Linked DNA regions of Mustela erminea: region 2 is linked to region 1. Evidence: chromatin contacts called from public Hi-C data. All regions are on one chromosome and are shown on one strand. Each heading gives the region's core, a stretch centred on a gene start, on an enhancer-like site or on the middle of the called end of the contact. The rest is flanking DNA. Distances are from core to core; before and after follow the strand shown. Region 1 holds the start of IFRD1 (interferon-related developmental regulator 1). Region 2 holds the start of ZNF277 (zinc finger protein 277).

Evidence for each region. Hi-C and Micro-C count contacts between places; a contact is called where the count stands out from the background.
Region 2: a Hi-C map of spleen shows a contact between it and region 1, with 4 times the contacts expected there. The contact joins the promoter of ZNF277 here to the promoter of IFRD1 in region 1. A contact is called at or near these places in 2 of 3 Hi-C or Micro-C datasets (skeletal muscle and spleen).

What each region holds. Positions count from the first base shown.
Region 1 is chr11:36,612,452-36,616,043 of mMusErm1.Pri, forward strand. It overlaps IFRD1 (interferon-related developmental regulator 1), which reads right to left and starts at 1,914. Exons shown (of 12, transcript XM_032304802.1): 1 at 1,796-1,914. The coding sequence starts at 1,886.
Region 2 is chr11:36,812,847-36,816,957 of mMusErm1.Pri, forward strand. ZNF277 (zinc finger protein 277) reads right to left here and starts at 1,543. Exons shown (of 13, transcript XM_032304746.1): 1 at 1,357-1,543. The coding sequence starts at 1,447. DOCK4 (dedicator of cytokinesis protein 4) reads left to right here and starts at 1,670. Exons shown (of 52, transcript XM_032304002.1): 1 at 1,670-2,076. The coding sequence starts at 2,040.

The sequences.
Region 1 (3,592 bases), core at 664-3,163:
TTTTCCATTCGTTTGAATATGCTAAAATTCAGTGTTTAAGTTTACCTTTTCTACTGAAAATAAATTAAAAAAAAAAAAGCAACAGCAATTAGGCTGATGAGAAATGAGCAAAGAGGAGAGGGGAAATTTGAAAAGTAATACCCCACCACCACCTGTGGTTATTCCTTAGCCCTAGGAAGAAAGGAAATTTCAGAGTTTCTGAGGGGATAAAGATTTGTTTGTGATTCGAGGAAGCCATGAGTAACATCCGTTACAACTTTTAAAATGACTGCTTGCTGCTCCACCATCATCTGCTCCACCAACAAAAGGTAAAAACTTAAAGAAGAGTAAAATGAATAAGGACCTCCCAGACAATTCAAATTGACTTCAGAGGAGGAAAAGCTAAAATACAGAAAAGAATAGAGGTACCCTCTATTCACATTGACAATCAAATGCTACAACAAACTAATTTTGTATTTTACATCTTGATCAAGAACAAATTTCATGAGTATCGAGGGCATACAATAAAAATAAAGAGCAACATAAAAAGGGGGAAAACTGCAACTATAATAATTGATTTCTATTGTCAATTATTAAATGTTTACTACAGAACATAAGTTTTCATGCTGCTATAAATCCTACAGGAAAGCGTTTTAAACGCCAGTTTTGTATCATCTTTAACAAGGAAAATGGACTATTCATTAATGAACAGAGGCGTATCATTACGAGGGTCGATAAGCAATTGTGTTGACAAATACATAATGGTTAGTACTAGTTCTGATGGGCTAAAGTCCGAGAATTCCAATATTTAACTTCAAAATCTCGACCAAAAAATTACTAAATGAGATGATTTCATTAATACTCGATTTAAGTTTAGTGGTGTTTCATAAGACTTTCTTTTAAGTCCTTTTCCCCTAACCCTATAGTTAGTAGTAGAGAATCAGGAGTTCATTTAAGCACCTACCCATTCAGGAAAAGCTTCAACTTTGCAATGAGAACACAAAAAAAATCTAAACTTTTGGCCAATTGCAACCTGAGTTCCCCACCACCTCGCCCACCCCGGCCTCAGGGACAGAACCTATAGAACACTGCACAAAGGAGAACGCGGTTTCTGCCCCCCGGGAGAAGGTCGCTGGAGCACCCTCCGCAGACGAAGCGGGGGCGCGGGGTTTCTGGAGGTGCCAGTTTGTAATAGAAATGGACCCTAGGCTCGGACAGTGGCCCTGAGCCTCCACGCCTCCGCCCAGCCAGGTGGACACGCGGGCTGCCCAAGGCGGCAACGGGATGGGATGCCACACCGGCGCCTCTGCGTCACCCGGGCCGCAAAGCGCAAGGGCGGGCCTCGTGACGCAAGAGCCGGGCCAAACGCGCAGGACCTTTGGCATTCCCCAGAACTCCACGTTGGAGTCGGTGGGTCAAAGGCAACCACTGATAGAAAGACGCAAATCCTCTCCCGGCCCCACCCTCCGTCAGGGTGAGCTCTGAGGAGCAAGCACCAGCTTCTGAGAAGAGTTCCTCTCCCGCCCAACAATCCGTCACCCCGGACCCGGATCCACTCTCAGGCCCTAGAACCTATTCGCGCCGCCCCTCCCCGCCCCCAAGGCCGGTGCCAAAGAGTTCGGTCCGCAAGCCAGATCCAAATCGCGCGAGGTACTGCCCCCACGGCACGCTGGGAATTGTAGTTCGCCAGTCAAGCAAAGAGCCCGGCCGACACATATGTCCAGAGGAATGGAACTACAAATCCCACAGCGCCCGAGGTTGAGACTCGCAAGCCCGGCCGGCAACGGGGATGTCGGCGGCAGGGATACCCCCTTACCTGCTGTCGCCGCCGTCGCTGCAGCTGCCCCTGTGCCGCTGCCACCACTGCCACCGCGGTGGGGAGTGTTCCGCTTCTTATTCTTCGGCATCGTGGGACGCCCGGTGCCGCCTAAACTCGGAGCTTAGCGAGGATCAGCCGATGGAACTGCACTTTTTACTCGTGCGTCTGTGCGGCGGGCGGCTAAGAGGCGAGTCTTCAGCTAACAGAGGCGAGAAGCGGCGGGGGTACGAGCGGGCGGTGGCAGCAGCAGAAATCCCCGTGAAGAGCTGTGAGCGGAAACGATACATGTTTCTCTCTAGCGCGGGAGCTAAGGCGGGGCGGGCTGGGCCACGACGCCTTAAGTAGCAAGACCGCCGCCTGTCGTCACCATCTGTGGGCGGGACTCGAACTCTCATTAGCCAATCCCTATAGACTCCCCACCGGAGTCCTACCTCCGGCGACCGATGGATGCTGACTACCAATCCCATGTCGCAAATCTTCCAGCGGCGACCACGGATCAACGCCTCTCTGCCGCACTGAATTCTGGGAAATGTAGTAAATCTTCGGGGGAAAGTTCTCCTGTCTCCGCCCAAAACGGGCTTTTCTGCGCTCTTTTCTCCCTACTCTTGTCCCCTCCCCTGCTTCTCAGCGGCCCCGCCTCGGAATAAACCGAGTTGTTCCCAGGCGGTGAGCAATGAAGCGAGTATGCCTGATGACGAAGGCCAGCTTCCAAGTGGGAGCTACGCAATTGGCTTAGCTCATCTTTCTCTCGCGGGTGGCGTTCTTCTGTTTAACCTCTCCCCTGCTTCCGTGCAGCTTCCGTCCAGGCACACCCATACCCCTCCTCGGGAACACCTCCAAGATTTTAGTTGTTGAATTAGTTTAGTGATCACCACTACCTATAATTGAGGGGCTGTGTGCCCCCTACCTACAAAAAAAGGCGTGCTTTAGTCGTGTAGTTCGTCTCTTTCTCCTAGTATAGACCAGAAAGATCTGGTGATTCAGTGTCACAGGAGTCACATTTCTACACAAAAATGAGTCCTTTGACAGTTCGGCCAGTTAGGAGGTCAATCTGGGATAAGAGTTGGTTTCTGAGAATTCAACAGCTGGTAAAACAAACATAAACTATAAACTATAGTTTATATATATATAAACTATACCAATATCGCAGTGTTTTTTATTTTCCAAGGCACTCTTAGGTATGTCTTCCCTGTTAAATTTGTCATGTATTTGGGACCTGTCATTATGTTCATGTATTATGCCCAAACTCACTGACTCACCCCAGCGTAGGTGGCTAATCCCTCACTCCACCTCTCTCCTGGGCTCCTTCTCTTATTTTCTGCTGCTTGTAGCATATTTCCGCCTGAATGTGCTGCCAGCACCTCAATCCAGTATCACTAAAACAAGAACTGTTTCCCTCTTCCTGTGCCCCTTGTGTGTTCACAGTACTACTATCCTCTATGTCCAAATTCAAAAACTCAAACTTCCTATGTGGTTCCCCACTCTCTTTCATGTTCCCCAATCAGTTTTATGATAAAACTCTAAATTCATGTACTATTCTCCAGTCACACATGGCCTCAGTTCAAACCTGGGCACCTAAAGGGATCTTCCAGTCATTCACCAAGGTTTCACACATGATAATGCTGTCAGGTTTATTTATGATCCCGTTTTACTAATTCACTAGTTTAATAGTTGCTCAAAAACATTCCTCGGTTCCATTACCAATATGTTCAATGCCAAACCTCTTAGCTTGGCCTGGACTCCCTTTCCAGCTCCATCTCTCAGTGCTTCCCCAAACTCATCCCATTCTTCAGC
Region 2 (4,111 bases), core at 293-2,792, 200 kb after region 1:
ATCCAAAGGCAGAGACTTAACCCACTGAGTTATCCAGGCACCCCTATTATGAAAATTTTTATAATAACTGAAGATGTTTAAAAGTTCTACAATGTTTTTGAAAGAAATTCCCAATTTTCTTTTTTATGAGTTAATATGTGAGATAAATTCTTCAAAGATTCCATCTTTAAATGTTAAACAGATAGCCAGACCTCTGGAACCTTGAGAATCTGGAAAACCTTACTAGTATCTTACCATTAGGTAAAAGCCCCCAAATGAACTGCGCAGGGCATAGGCATAACTATTTAAAGTGGGAGCCTATCAAAGAATGCTTTGGGAGAGGTATTAAAATAATTTCAGAGCTAGGAAGTTCCACTGATGAGCAGTGGGAAGAAACTGCACTTTATCACTGTGCTACTGAGTAAAAACTCAAGACTAAATGTCAGTTTAATCGTGAAAACAAAACCAAAGTAACCCCGAAAATATCAAATAAGGACAGAGAACCTTTAAGCCCCAAACCATGTCCAACAGAAAAAGACAACTTGTACTAAATTACACATCAAGCCAAAAAAGAAAGGAGGTGGGCGGGAACAGATGCACTAAAGGTAAAAGAATACGGATCGGAATCCTCAAAACAATCCGCCATGGCAGCCTCCAAAGTTTGATTTTTGATCTCTACAGCGGATTAGAGGGCAACTGAAAAGACACGTAGAGCCAAAGTAGTTGCGATGATTTTCATAACCACCTTCAAATTTTCTCTGAAGCCCTGAGTGTAAAATACTTCTTCCTTTCCTCTTTTTCTAAGGACTCGGCCAGGGTCCACAGGCCACCCTGGAGATGGCCTGGGGCGATCAGAGAGGCTGTTGAGAAACACAATTTCCCTTCAGAGGCCGCTCCAGCCAGCAATTAAGCAAATTTGCAGAGTGGAGAGAAGTGACCGGTCTGCAACTGGAAATCCTCCTCGCAAACCCAAATACAACGCATCGCCCGAGGCCGGCGGAGGCGGAGGCAGGGTACTGGAGAGGAGAGAGCTGCTAATCCAGGAGTCACAATCACACATGCGCGAACAGGACTGGACACACACCCACCCGGCTCGGAGCGCAAAGCTGCGAGCTCCATACGGAAGACAAACGCTCAGGGAGCTTCCTCGGCTTCGCGGAAAGCCATTCTATTCCATTTTCTCTTTCCTCCCCAGAGCGTTCCCACCCGGGAGCCGCCCTGGACCCCACCCCGCCGGGCTGGCCCCGCCCGTGGCCCCCTCGCGCCCAGGTGGCTTTAGAGCAGGCAGGCTCCCGCGGCTTGCCTGGCGATCGGCTGCACTCCTGATCGCAGAGAAAGGGAGACAGACCATTTGCACTTTAGAGGCACCGTACTCACCCTCATAACTGACACCCGCGACTTTGCTGCGGTTGCCCTCACAGTCCTCCTCCCCTCCGGCAGCAGCCCCCTGGGTCTCGGGGGCAGCCATTACGCGGCAGAGGAGAAAAAGGAGGGCCGCCAGGCTGGTCCGGAACCAATGGAAACGCGACTGGAGGCGAACTCCCCATCAACGCAGGGTTTCCTTCAGGTCCTCTCCTCGCCTTCACGTCCTGGGCCAATAGGATGTGGAGAGCGGTGCCTAATCCCCGCCCCCAGCCGCTGATGCCACGCCCTCTTCCGGGATGGCGAGGCCCAGAACTACAATTCCCAGCGTGCTGCAGGAACCCTGGGACAGGGAGGGCTGGGAGAGGCGCTGGCGGGCGGGGGTGCGCCGGAGAGTATCCTGGCTTGTAGCTTAGTTCAGTGAATCAGAACAATGACTGTGCCGCCGGGTTCTCGGGAGCTCGTCGGAGGACTGTGAGCAGCCGCCGCCGGGAGAGCGGCGGGCGGCGCAGCCTCAGCTGCGCGGTTGTCAACGCCGGGTTCGGGAGCTTCCAGCGCAGACCCTGCCCAGCGCCCACAGCTCGCGCGGAGCCGCCGGGTTCCAGCCTTGCAGCCGCTACTCGGGAACTGTGCATTGTTGTGAGCCGGAGAAGGCGCGGGGATTACAAAGCCCAAAGACCCCGGGCCCCCCTTTAGCCATGTGGATACCTACGGAGCACGAGAAATACGGCGTGGGTGAGTCTCCGCGGGGCGAACTTTTATGCCTCTCTGGCCCGAGCGGGTGCGCATTTCGCGTCCTTGCCCCTGCGCCCCTCTGGCTCCGCGGGGCTGGAAATGCCTAATCCTGGCATCGCGCTGCGGGTTTGGGGCTTTGCCGGGCCAGCTCCGGGCAGAGGGGTGTGCGCCGGGGTCTCGCCCCTCACCGCCCCATCGGCGCTTCCCGCACCGGCTCCCGGAGCGCCGGGACGGCTGGAAGAGCGCGCGGCCAGCCCTCCCGCTGCGGGCTCTGCCTGCGGAGTTTGAAGTGGCGACGGGGCGTGTGTGAGTCAAGTTGGAAGAGGAGAGCGAACGGCGCTCCTCTCCCTCGTTCCCCTTCTTCCCCGGAGAGGGCAATGGGATGCAACGATTCCCCGGGGTGGAGAGGGAGACAACAACTACTGCGCATAGAGAACACCCCCAAAACAGAAGGGAGGCGCAAAGCCTTTTCTTCGGCTCCACATTCTCAGAGTGCGGAATGTGGCACCGTCCTCAAAAGAGCCGTTCTGACCGACCGAGCCCGACCCCAGCTTCCTTCCTTCCTCCTATCCCGGGTTCCTGGGGTGCGAGTGTTGAGGGGCTGGGGGATTGGTAAATTTCAACATCTGCGCCTCTTTGGTCTTTGGAGGGGAACGGGTATTTCAGCAGTGTTTTTACTTCTGGCCACCCTCTCGGCCCGGGGTAAGCGCGTTGGGGGTTGGTGGAGGACAGCTGTGGAGTGATAATGGGGAGGGGGAAATCGGAAAGCCTGGGTCTTCGAGGCGAGGAGACAGATTTTAGGAAAGGACTACTCTGACACTGGCGTTCGGAAGAAAAGGAACAGGGTAGCGCTCGCGGTTCTGTGCAAAGGTGAACAACAAAGGACATTAATGTTGACTGATGAATACAGGAGTCTCCCTTCCTTTCCCTCCTCCCATTTCAGGCTGATTACAGTTCCCGTTTTTGTTGTTTGATTTCAGCTGGGTCTCCCCTTGACAGTTAGTCCTTTTAGGGTTGTGGCTATTAAGAAGCCAGGCTTTCTGACAAGCCTGCAGCGGCCAAATGCAATTATAACCTCTCAGAAGGTTTAACAGGCTGGAAGCGTTTTGGGTTTTACTAACAATCTTTATTTCCTATAATGCCCCGTCCTGCTGATTGCTGTACTTTTTTTTTTTTAATTTGGGTACAGAGCTAGTGATTTAGACAATGTGTAGGTATCTGCTTATGTTCTAAATTAATTTTCCTGTAATTAAAAAAATCTGGCAAACCTTTCCAGGGAATCGTAGTCATAGGGGATTTTTTTTTTTTAACTTCCCATGGGGATAGGACTTTGGAGTCCACTGAAAGGACTGTATGATTAAACAAAGTCATTCCTGTATTTTCATTAGCTTTCATTCTGACTGTGGCCGTTCAGCAGGACAATAGTTTGTCATAGACCCACCTTTAGAAAGGGGTTCCAGTTTTCCTTCTCTTCAAAGTGGGGAGAGGAACCTTTGCCAGGCATTGTACTGGCAAAGAGTAGATGTTGGTGGTTATAATTTTCCTTCTGTCCCCTACTCCCACTCCCTTTTTGGGTAGATTAACCCTTGCTAGGAAAAGATACTGCCTTTGCTGAAATGGTGAGGGACTGGAGTGTCCCCCTTGTCACTCACTGGGTTTAACACTCAGTGCAGGAAGCACAGATCCAGCAACACTGTCCCGCTTGGAGTAGATCCCAGATGTTGCTTTCTTCCAAGTGTTAAATTATACAGATTATGGATGGGATTTATTTTCTTGATTTCTTTACGTGCCAAGTCACAGCTGGGTGCTGGTATTGATTAGTTTTTCTCTCTCCTTTCTTTATAAGCCTTGTGCAGAGGCTTAAAACACACTCTGGGATTTCCTGGAATGGCAAACCGGATATTATTGGTCAAGTGTTTTGGGCTGCAGCAGACACCTTGCTTTTGGGTGGTTGTGATTTGTTTGCAGAGAAGGGGGAGATGGAGATGGAAGGGTGAGCACAGTGTTGGGAAAAGGAGGTTGAGTTGAAGGTGAG